Regions from separate parts of the Zea mays genome. Here region 1 is linked to region 2. Evidence: chromatin contacts called from public Hi-C data. All regions are on one chromosome and are shown on one strand. Each heading gives the region's core, a stretch centred on a gene start, on an enhancer-like site or on the middle of the called end of the contact. The rest is flanking DNA. Distances are from core to core; before and after follow the strand shown.

Region 1 (5,044 bases), core at 457-2,956, 310 kb after region 2:
GGTACGATTTGAACCCTCTCGAGTTCCTGCTGGCTCCAAGTGCTCGCACGGCGCAATTGCTTGCGACTAGCAGGCCAGTACTTGTTGGGTTCCGAGGAAGGCTTGATCCCAAACTTGCAGCTGTCATGGCAAGAGCTGGTGGGTGCTCGTAGGTAACGCGGGACCGGCTTCTCCTTCCTCCTAACAACAGGTGTCATGCTGCTACCATCCATGGCTAGTGGAGCAGCATCTGTCAGGTCTTCGCATTTCGGTTGTGTTGGTGCAGGAGTGGAGGTGACGGCCTCTTTGATCACTTTTTCAGTCATTAGAAGCACAGATGCTGCAAATGCGGACACAGATGTGATGTGAGCAACACAAAAAAAGAGATGATGATATTCTGGTCTCAAACACAAGCGCATAACTGCAACAGAAGTGTGTGTGCTCACATTATTATATCAGTTTATTCATTTTTTTAAATAATGAACTGTTGCCCATCATTGCCCTATAATATTTTTGTGACTGAATGCACCTTTCCAAGGTCTTCATTGCAAAAGTACATAGAACTTGTTGCATAAGTTCACAAGAAAGCATTTAGGGAGGGAGCTGTTGATTCCCCTTTAGCCCTACTAATTCCCACTAAACCAAAAAAAAAACTATTGATTCCCCTTTGGCCATACTAAACCAAAAAAGCTAACCAACCTTGATAATGGAAAGGGTTTGTGAGTTACTCCTACTTATTTGTGCGAGTAAACCACATTGCGCAACCACCCAAAGCATATTCTATCCGTTCCTAAATAAACATACACCTCGCTTACTCCCGAGGTGTTAAGTTTTTATTTTACGTTTGACTAAATTTGTACAAAACTATGTGAATATTTATGATGTATAATAAGTATTCTTAGATTACGCATGGAGTATATTTTTATAATAAACCTATTTGAAGATCAAAACATTGGTACTTGTAGTCAAACATATAGTATATTAGAACGTAATAATGAGCCCAAAAAAAATAATTCAGTCTACAGCATCACCGTCCATAGGCCTATATATTTTAATCCGTACCTACTGCAGTATGGCTCATCACGGAATCATATTTTATATAGAAACCTTTTTTTTTCCTCCTGTTATCGTACGTAAAGATTGCGACGAGAGTATGAGACCCTCTGTCATTGATTGGCTGATACTTGTTGTGGCTGTGTGGGTTTAGCAGCCAAATCCACGACAGTACCACACCAAACTCGGTTTTCAGGTAAACATGAGCCAAATAAATAGCAAGACACGAGAAACGATTTTCGTCCCTCCCGGGGAACTGAAAGTGACCACATCTGGAGATAAACCCGAACCAACCAACGTACACGAACGACGAAGATCGAGACATGCATGAAACACGCGCATCGTTTCTGATCCGCGCTGCGTGCGTACGTGTCCGAACCTCAGGCCGAACACCGCAGGGGAGGGGACCGACAAAAGCGAACTCAAGACCGAGCCCGGATCGGACCGGCGGCGAGGCGACAGACGACGACGGCGATCTTCAGAAGAAGAAGAAAAAAAACGAACGGACGCAGGAACATGCACAAGGAACATGTATAGTGTAGAAGGCAGTGAGTATTAAACCGTACCTCTCGGCGATCCTCGACGGATGAGATTCAGGTTTCGGAGGTGCGGGCGAGACGGTGGCAGAGGCCGACCAGCGGTCGTCGACGGATTGAGGAGTGGCGTCCCTTGCCGCCGCCGCCGCCGTCGGGAGAGGGAGAGGGAGAGGGAGAGGGAAGGGGTCGGTGCAGGGTGGTGATGGGTTGGTGGAGCCATGGAGGAGGGGAAGCTATTAGCGTGGGAAAGGAAGATGTGGGGTCGTCTGTCCGTCCGTCCGTCTGCGAAGGCGAGGTATGTGCTATGTGTGTGTGCATCGACCGGGTTCATGCTCATGGACCTACATGTCAGCTGTGGCGATGGGTTTCGTTTTGTCAGTTTTTGGAGCTAAAAGTGGGTTTAGCCAGGGCTCCAAGCAACAAACAACCGTGTAAGCGATCTTTGTAGGGCTCAAAAAGCCTGACCAGTGGCTTTAGGGGGACGGTCTGTTTTTTTTTTCTTCTCTTTTGGTTTAATTCAACGAAGCGGGGGCGTTAGTTGTAACTCCCTTTGGCAGGAATAGGGTGTGCGTTTGAGGCTGGCTCCAACAAGGTCCCCTAAAGGGTTCTCTACCCTAAATATAGAGGACCAAACGGTCCTCTACGCTCTCCAGCAACGTCCTCTAAACGGTCCTTTAAATTTAGAGGACGCTGCTGGATTCTCTATATATAGAGTTTCTCTAAACGATCCTCTATTCATTTGACTACTTTAAATAACCGGTTTAGCAAAACTAAAATATGTACAATATATTTGAGAGTATGATAAACACGTATGTACAAAAAATAAAATTAAAAAATGTCTTTAATATAGGTATTTGAGTATAGAGAACGTGATTTAGAGGACGTTGTTGGAGAGAAATGAGATATAGAGGATAAAATCTTTTAGAGGAGACTGTAAAGGACAGATATAGAGGATGAATATAGAGGACGTTGCTGGAGACAGCCTGAACGAGACTGAGTTTGAGGTTGGTTATTAGCCGGGTTAATTTGATTCGTTTAGTGTGTCTGTTTGGAAGCCTGCTGGTCTTGATCTAATTAAAACAATTGTAAACTATATGTATGTTGAATTCTTTCTTCCAGACTCTAATTAACTAGCTAACCGGTGGCCATATATACTAATTTTAGACCAAAACTGGTGTAAAAGAAAACTGACCTCCTCCGCTCGACCTTGTTAACAAGTCACGGCATCGCCGCCAATAGTGCATAGACCGAGCCCATGCATGCGTCCAATCAAGCTGAACGGCCCCATCCCAGCTGCGTACGTAGAAAATGCAAATGTGATTAGGCAGGAGAGGACAGATGGAATCAGCTGAACTGAAACCACCGACCTCCCATCTAAATCTGCCTGCCCCCGCCGCTCACTCGTTGACAAAACCATAACCACGCGGTCCTCACGTGGAGACAGTTAACAAGCAAACAAAAATATTGGTTCAGACCTTGTTAAAGGAACGGTAATGAGATCTCTTACTGTCGGTAATGGTTACTAGTTATAATTAAATTGGATAGTAGTACCTAATAATACTTAAAAGAGCTTAACAACACAAAAATATTGGTATATCTATTACCCCATGTAAACTATTTACATTACATTTCGGTGAAACAAACACCACCTTAATAGCCAACACTATGGATCGGGCGTGTGCTTTTTGGTACTATTTGTTTGCCTCCATGCGGTGCTGCCGCTTCTCTCTCGACTCTACAGCTGTGGTAATGGTAGCGCAGAAGCACGCAGCAGTCCAGTCAATACCACCACCATCACGTGCACGCCCACGTTGTTGATTTTATGGCGGCGAACGCGCGCAGAACTTTTGATCCGATCTCGACTCAGTGATCCCCGAGAATATTACTGTATATCCTCTCGGTTCTAAATTATTTATTACATTGTTTGGTGGTATCCCATGATAAATTATTTTTAATTTAACTATATTTATTTAAAAAAACCCATCAATATCTATGAAACAAACTTATTATCATTATCATCGAACGAAAATAGTGGAGAGATTCTTCTAGCGTTTTGTTATTACATCCGAAGCTTTATCTTGTCTCTCCTAGTTCCGTATCTCATCTAGACTGATGACCCATGTCCATGCATATGGGTTATATAACAACATGATGTGTTTAGCCACAGTGCAAACCATGATTTTAAAAATACCCCACTTCGTTCCACAAATTATAGAGATAATTACAAAGATTTATAACATCAAATAGGTATAGTATAAAAATATAACTAATGAAGCATCTCATGGTACTTATCTAGTACCATAAATATTATTATCTCATTATATGAATTTGGTTAGATTGGAGACGCTTCGGCTCTTAAAAAAAAGTTGAAATCTCTACTCCTTCAAAGCACGAGTTTCCACCGTCGTACTTCGTCGTGCGTTAGGCGCGAATCGCGTATGTCGTTCGTCCCTCTCCCCCCCCTAAAAATGATGGAAAGATATGCTAACTTCATAAGTCCATTCATGAATTGAAGCAAGCATATCGGAGTTGAAATCTGCATTTTGAAAAAGTGATCAATGTGTTTGGTCTCATAAAAAAATCTAGAAGAGCCTTGTATTTACAAGAAGGTTAGTGGGAGTGCATTTGTATTTCTGATCCTATATGTCGATGACATACTATTGATTGGGAATAACATTCAAATGCTTGAGGACATTAAATCTTCATTAAGAAAGAGTTTCTCAATGAAAGATTAAGAAGAGGCATCATATATTTCTTGCATAAAGATCTATAGAGATAGATCAAAAAGACTAAATGGATTAAGCCAAGGTATAAATTGACAAAGTATTGAATCGGTTCAATATATAGAATTGTAAGAAAGGATTCTTGCCAATGTCACATGGCATTAATCTTTGCAAGAGCTAGTGTCCAATGACAATTGATGACCAAGAAAGGATGAAAACGATTCCTTACGCTTCGGCTATAGGATCTTGCATATATGTAATGCTATGTACACGCCCAGATGTCTCCTATGCTCCAAGTCTTATGAGAAAGTATCAATCAAATTATGGTGAAGCTCATTGGACAATTGTTAAGAACTAGTGTGTGTCGCACGCACTGCGCGTGATTTCAAAACTCTATTACGTGATAACATTGTATGTGTTGGGGGCCTTCTCCTTCCGAAGGTCCTCAAAAACATAATTAACCATTTGTTTTCAGTGTAAGCTATTACAGGAAACTTCGTCTTCAAGATACAAGCTTCTCCCTTATGATGAAGGCACACAAGATGAAGACAGATCCAAAGAGGATAAGAGTAAACGTCGAAGCTATCACCAGATGGACAGCTTCGGCTCGCAATGAAGATGATGAATAATGATGATGATTGAAAGAGGAAAAGGCTACTTAGTCATTAATAACTTGTATTACGATCATGTGTAAATGTTGAGGACATAAATGTACTTTTGCTCTGGCTACGTCTCGTGCCTATAAATAGATGA
Region 2 (5,196 bases), core at 1,157-3,656:
GGCCTTCTACTTCGACCCTCTCCGACGTCGGAGCTCGTGGTCTAAATCGACGCTGACTAAGCTGGTTGTCCTGACACGCGCCGGTTCACTTCCGGTTATGTTTGGCCGCCAACCTCGTCTCCTAGGCTGCCAAGCGGCAGCCTATTGTCTCCCGCTCCAGCGTGGAGGCCGAGTACCGCGTTCTAGCCAACGACGTGGCAGAGGCCTCCTAGCTGCGTCAGCTTCTCCACGAGCTCCGCAGTCCTCTTCAGCGCGTCAGCCTCGTCTACTGCAACAACGTAAGCGTGGTCTACCTCTATCAATCTCATGGAGATCGACCTGCACTTTGTCCCTGAGCGGGTCGCCACTGGTGACGTTCGGGTTCTCAACGTCACCACCACGCTGCAGTTTGCCGACATCTTCACCAAGGGGCTGCCATCGAGCGTCTTTACCGACTTTTGATCCAGTATCAACATCTGCATAGGATAGAGTTGATACTGCGGGGGTGTTAATACTGTTAGGGTTTCGGGGCTAGTCCCTATGTAATTCTTGCATACCCTCAGTGTAATGTAATGGGCTTGGCCCAATTACTCAGTATATATATGCACTCCCAACCCAGTTAGGGTTAGGGTTTCCTATTCCAACTATATATATAATATATATGTATTGTAAATTAAGAAAAGGCTAAAGTTATGATGCACCAAAACTCAACTTTATGGGTAGGGATGACAACTTAACTCGTAAATCCAAATTGAATTAGATAAATAGTTCAACATCTCAAAACTAGAATAATGTTATTGGTTCGGTCGACAAGAACTTAACGATATGTTTGCTTCTTTTATTTAGAGTAAAATACACTACTAGTCCCTAAACTTATACCGTTGTATCATCTCGATCGCTAAACTCTAAAAATGCACATCAAAGTCCCTAAACTTGTAAAATTGTATCCTTCCGATCTCTAAATTTGAACGTGCACATTTCGATCCTTATACTTATATGGTTGTCATTTAGGTCTCTAAACTTGGTTTTGGTGTCATCAAAGATCCAAACTATTTGGATTGGTATAAGTACAACGACTAGAATGTGCATGTTGAAAGTTTAGGAATCACGATTATACAACTTCACAGGTTTATGCACCTAGATGTGCACTTTGGGAGTTTAGAAAGTAGGATGATACAATCCTACAAGTCTAGGAATTGGTAGTGTATTTTACTCTTTTATTTATATAATTTCCTTCTTTAAACTTGTACCATATATTAATATGAAATTTGAATTTTATGCAACAGTACTTTTTTACGGTTTTGCTTAATTATGTTAGACGATTTTTTGCCCCCCACCCCTCATAAATTTTTCTGTCCTTGAGACCATCTATGTATCAACCATTTAGACAAATTAGTCTCCTCTAACGTAAACTCTAACTTACGTTAATAAATCCTTAGACACATATCTGCTCAGTAATAAGTATCTTAATAAATCCTTTGATTCGTTTGAGGTTCAGCAGCTTGTATTGACCCGACTGGTCGTTACTTTTTATGTTGCAGAGGCAAGCGTGAAATCCTATGTGGGAACTGTAATGGTGCTGGCTTCTTGGGTGGATTTCTAAGCACTTTCGATGAAACTGCGCAATAGTCATCGGTTTAGCACTTTCGATGAAACTGCGCAATAGTCATCGGTTTAATTTATGTTTAAGTTACATTGAGGGACCCATAATATATGTATCGTGTTCCATGGACACATAATCATATTATATAAAATAATATTTTTAATGAATACTCCTTCGTCCACTTGATTTGGACGTTCTGGGTTTTTATAGACATGTCATGAGATTGACAAAATGACGTATGTGACCCTACTTCAACTTAATTAAGTGTTACTTACAAGACCGTAAGGGCATGTACAATAGACACTGTTGCATGGTACTCTAAGTATAAGACACAACTAAAACACAATATAATATAGTGGACATGTCTAAAGCATGTGTCTTACCATATTCATTGTACCAATCAGAACATTCAATAAATTAAAGTGACCAATCAGCTAGTCTCCTGCCTCGAACATATAGCTAAGACACTGTGTCTTCGTCAAGATATATGTCTTGAGTTTTTTTATGTTCAACCCTCTGGATACACTCGAAGATACAACTCAAGACACTCATTATACATACTCTAATAAAAAGTAATTAAATAGGACAGGGTCGGATGAGCATGGGAGGCAGCGACGGTAGGGGGCGTTGGCATATGTGAATAGGGGTGTGGTAGGTTCCATTTCGAGAAGTTGCCGATTGGACATAGGGGTTCGATCACCAGCGTGACAAATTTATTGGACAAACGAGTTCGGCTAAAACGATTAAATTAAGCGGATGGATGGAGTAATTTTTAAATGTAGTATTTGTCTGAAAAAAGCAGCCAATTGGTAGCAAGAAGGCCAATGGGCCTGCTACTAGCCCATAAAGGGCTGACTTGTTGATGACGCACGGTTTATATATATACATATATAGAGAGACTTATGTAAATGCGATGGTTGTTTAAACATAATATTTACAATAATACTAACTATAAAGATAATTCGACATATTTTAGTCGCAATCGTTTAAATACTAAGGTGAATGTAAAGGATAAAAAACTCACAATTGTTCATACGTAAAAATTATAAATCTAAGACAAATTGAACAGATTTGATAACACCTAGTTTGGGTATCCGTTGGTAGGTACCACATGGACATCTGCAACGACTTATCCACGAGCTAGTAAGCGAGCTACAACTTGATGTGACAGTCACCTCCATAGCCCCCCTTCTTCAGGTCAAAGATGGGAACATTGTAGCCCTTTTTTTTGAAAATCCAGGAGGGAAGAACCCCTACTGTAGTCCTAGGGTGTGCCGGCAAGGTAGACGCCTCAAGATCGATCTCAGAACCATGCCCATGCCGCATGGTGATGAAGAAGGGATAGTTCGCCCTTAGAAAGAGCGCATGATCTCCCCCAAGTTTGTCACTTGTCGCTGCCAGCGTTGAGCTCGTGAAGCGACATGCCGAGGTCGCGGAAGCTCCTCCTGCCGTCGAATACCAGTCTGCTCACGTGACTCTGCCAACAGTAAATCTGCCCATACTTGTACACACACCTTCGACTTCGTAGCCATGCATGTAGATGAGCAGAAGCCACTGATGCCCACCGCTCGAAGCGGCCAGGTAGAACTTGCGCCGGTCATGGTCGTGCTGGTGGCTGATCTCATCAATCTTCGGTCCCTGAATCACAACGGGTTCCATTGTGGCTCCATCGTCCAGGTGCCACGAGCAAATTCGGCCTAGCTCGTTCATATCGAACAGCTTCCCATCGAGAACATAGCAACGGTGAGGTGGTCGTTAGCGTGCACCAGTGTGTGGCATATTGCGACCTTAAGGATCTTGTGCATGTTATCAAAGATGTAGCTGCTAGCGATGCGGATCTGGAGGTCGTCGTGCACCTCGACTCCACTAATGGTGGCAAACGATGGCAGGCCCTTCAGTCCATGGTCGCCAGTCACCCATGGTTGCTGCCGATCCAGATCTGGCCCTTCAGTCCATCAGCCTCGCTGATTAAGGACTTGCGGTCGTCGCCGTCGTTAAACACGTCGTGCTGGCCAAATGTGCCCACCCCAATGTTGTACTCGATCTCGCAGACATCGAGGTCCAAGCCGGACGTGAGCAACGCGGGCACGCCCGGCCACAAACGTGAATACTTCTCATAGGCCATGGACCAAGGACCAACCCCTGCAGACGACAAGGAAGCAGAGGATACTGATGGGATTGAGACGCTCCCTGACGGGGTCATACAACTGCGATTGGATGTCGGACCATGGCGATGCGGTGGCTGCGCTCATAGCCAAAAACACTGTCGATGATGAAGAATTCTTGGACGACAGTGACGAATTCTTGGACCTAAGTAATAGCAGTTTTCTGAAAACGGGTAGACATGTGTTTGGGTTTGAAAAATGCACAGTTCACACAATCCCAAAACGGATTACCAATATAACATGGCCAATCATGATCATAAGTGTGGAATCGTTTGTAACAAAGAGCAATAACGTTATTTAGTATGCACATTGTCGTTTGTAACAAAAGAGCATTGAGAATATCTAACAATTAGGTGTGAGGGAACATAAATATGTGAGAACAAATACTTTTTACCAGCAAGAGGATCCAAAAACAGAATTAAAGAGTCTCCACCAAATTAAATATAGCCCACTTTGAAAGGATCACGATGTCCAAGAGGGGGGTGCATTGGGCTTTTCTAAAAATCAACAACCCTAAGCAAGAGCCCAACATCACCCAACACCTAGCAATAAGAGAATACTACTAGAAATACAACAATACTAAGACAATGTTTCAACTACTTGCTAAACAAATAACAAGGTAAAATGCTTGAATTAAATGCGGAATGTAAAGCAAGGTTTAGAAGACTACTCCAATTTTTCCCGAGGTATCGAAGAGTCGGCACTCTTCTCTAGTCCTCGTTGGAGCACCTGGGCAAGGGTATCGCTCCCCCTTGGTCCTCGCAAGAACCAAGTGCTCACTATGAGATGATCCTTTGCCACTCTGGTGCGGTAGATCCCTCACGACCGCTTACAATCTTGAACCGGGTCACCAACAAATCCTCCAAGGTGATCACCGTGCTCCAACGTCACCAAGCCGTCAAGGTGATGCCGATCACGAAGACTAACAAGCCGTAAACTTTCATTTGACCAAGAGAAGCCTAATGCATGCAGTGTATGCTCTAGGTGGTTATTTCTTGCACTAATAAGGTCATAATGCGGTATTAAGATTTTCTAATCACCTCACTATGCTTTGTGATGCTTGCAATGCTCTAGCAATGTATGAGTGTTAATGTGGGCAGCAAGACATTCAATATGGTGGGTGGAGGGGGTATAAATAGCCCCACCTACAAAACTAGCTGTTACCAGAACTTCCTGCGCATGGGCGCACCGAACAGTCTGGTGCACCACCGGTGCGCCAACGGTGCGTCACTGGTGCGCCAACGGTCACTTCCAACGACTAGTTCTGACAGCTAGCCGTTGGGCTGATGGCACACCGAGCAGTGAACAGTGACTGTCCGGTGTGCCGGCTAAAATTCCAATTCGTAACTCGTTGCTCTCGAGTTTCTGTGGGGGAGAAGCTCTTCCCCGGGCCAGACTGGCCCCACTGTCAGAGGGCGCACCGGACAGTCCGATGCCCATAAGACAGAA

What was found. A called contact is a pair of places that touch in the nucleus more often than the background predicts.
Region 1: a contact with region 2 is called in a Hi-C map of leaf, with 4 times the contacts expected there. The contact joins the promoter of LOC100382165 here to the enhancer-like site in region 2. A contact is called at or near these places in 2 of 25 Hi-C or Micro-C datasets (leaf and tassel).

What each region holds. Positions count from the first base shown.
Region 1 is chr1:162,313,925-162,318,968 of Zm-B73-REFERENCE-NAM-5.0, forward strand. It overlaps LOC100382165, which reads right to left and starts at 1,707. Exons shown (of 3, transcript NM_001174925.1): 1 at 1,599-1,707; 2 at 1-319. The coding sequence starts at 305.
Region 2 is chr1:162,007,910-162,013,105 of Zm-B73-REFERENCE-NAM-5.0, forward strand. It overlaps LOC732793 (bundle sheath defective 2), which reads left to right. Exons shown (of 4, transcript NM_001112410.1): 4 at 1,521-1,749. The coding sequence ends at 1,608. It also overlaps the pseudogene LOC109941465. Among protein-coding and RNA genes, the nearest start is that of LOC100277962, 10 kb to the right of the region's middle. Within about 2 kb of position 2,407, at least 5 of the 20 cell types and tissues checked have an H3K27ac peak or open chromatin away from gene starts, as enhancers often do. A contact at or near this core is called in leaf, where this site is marked.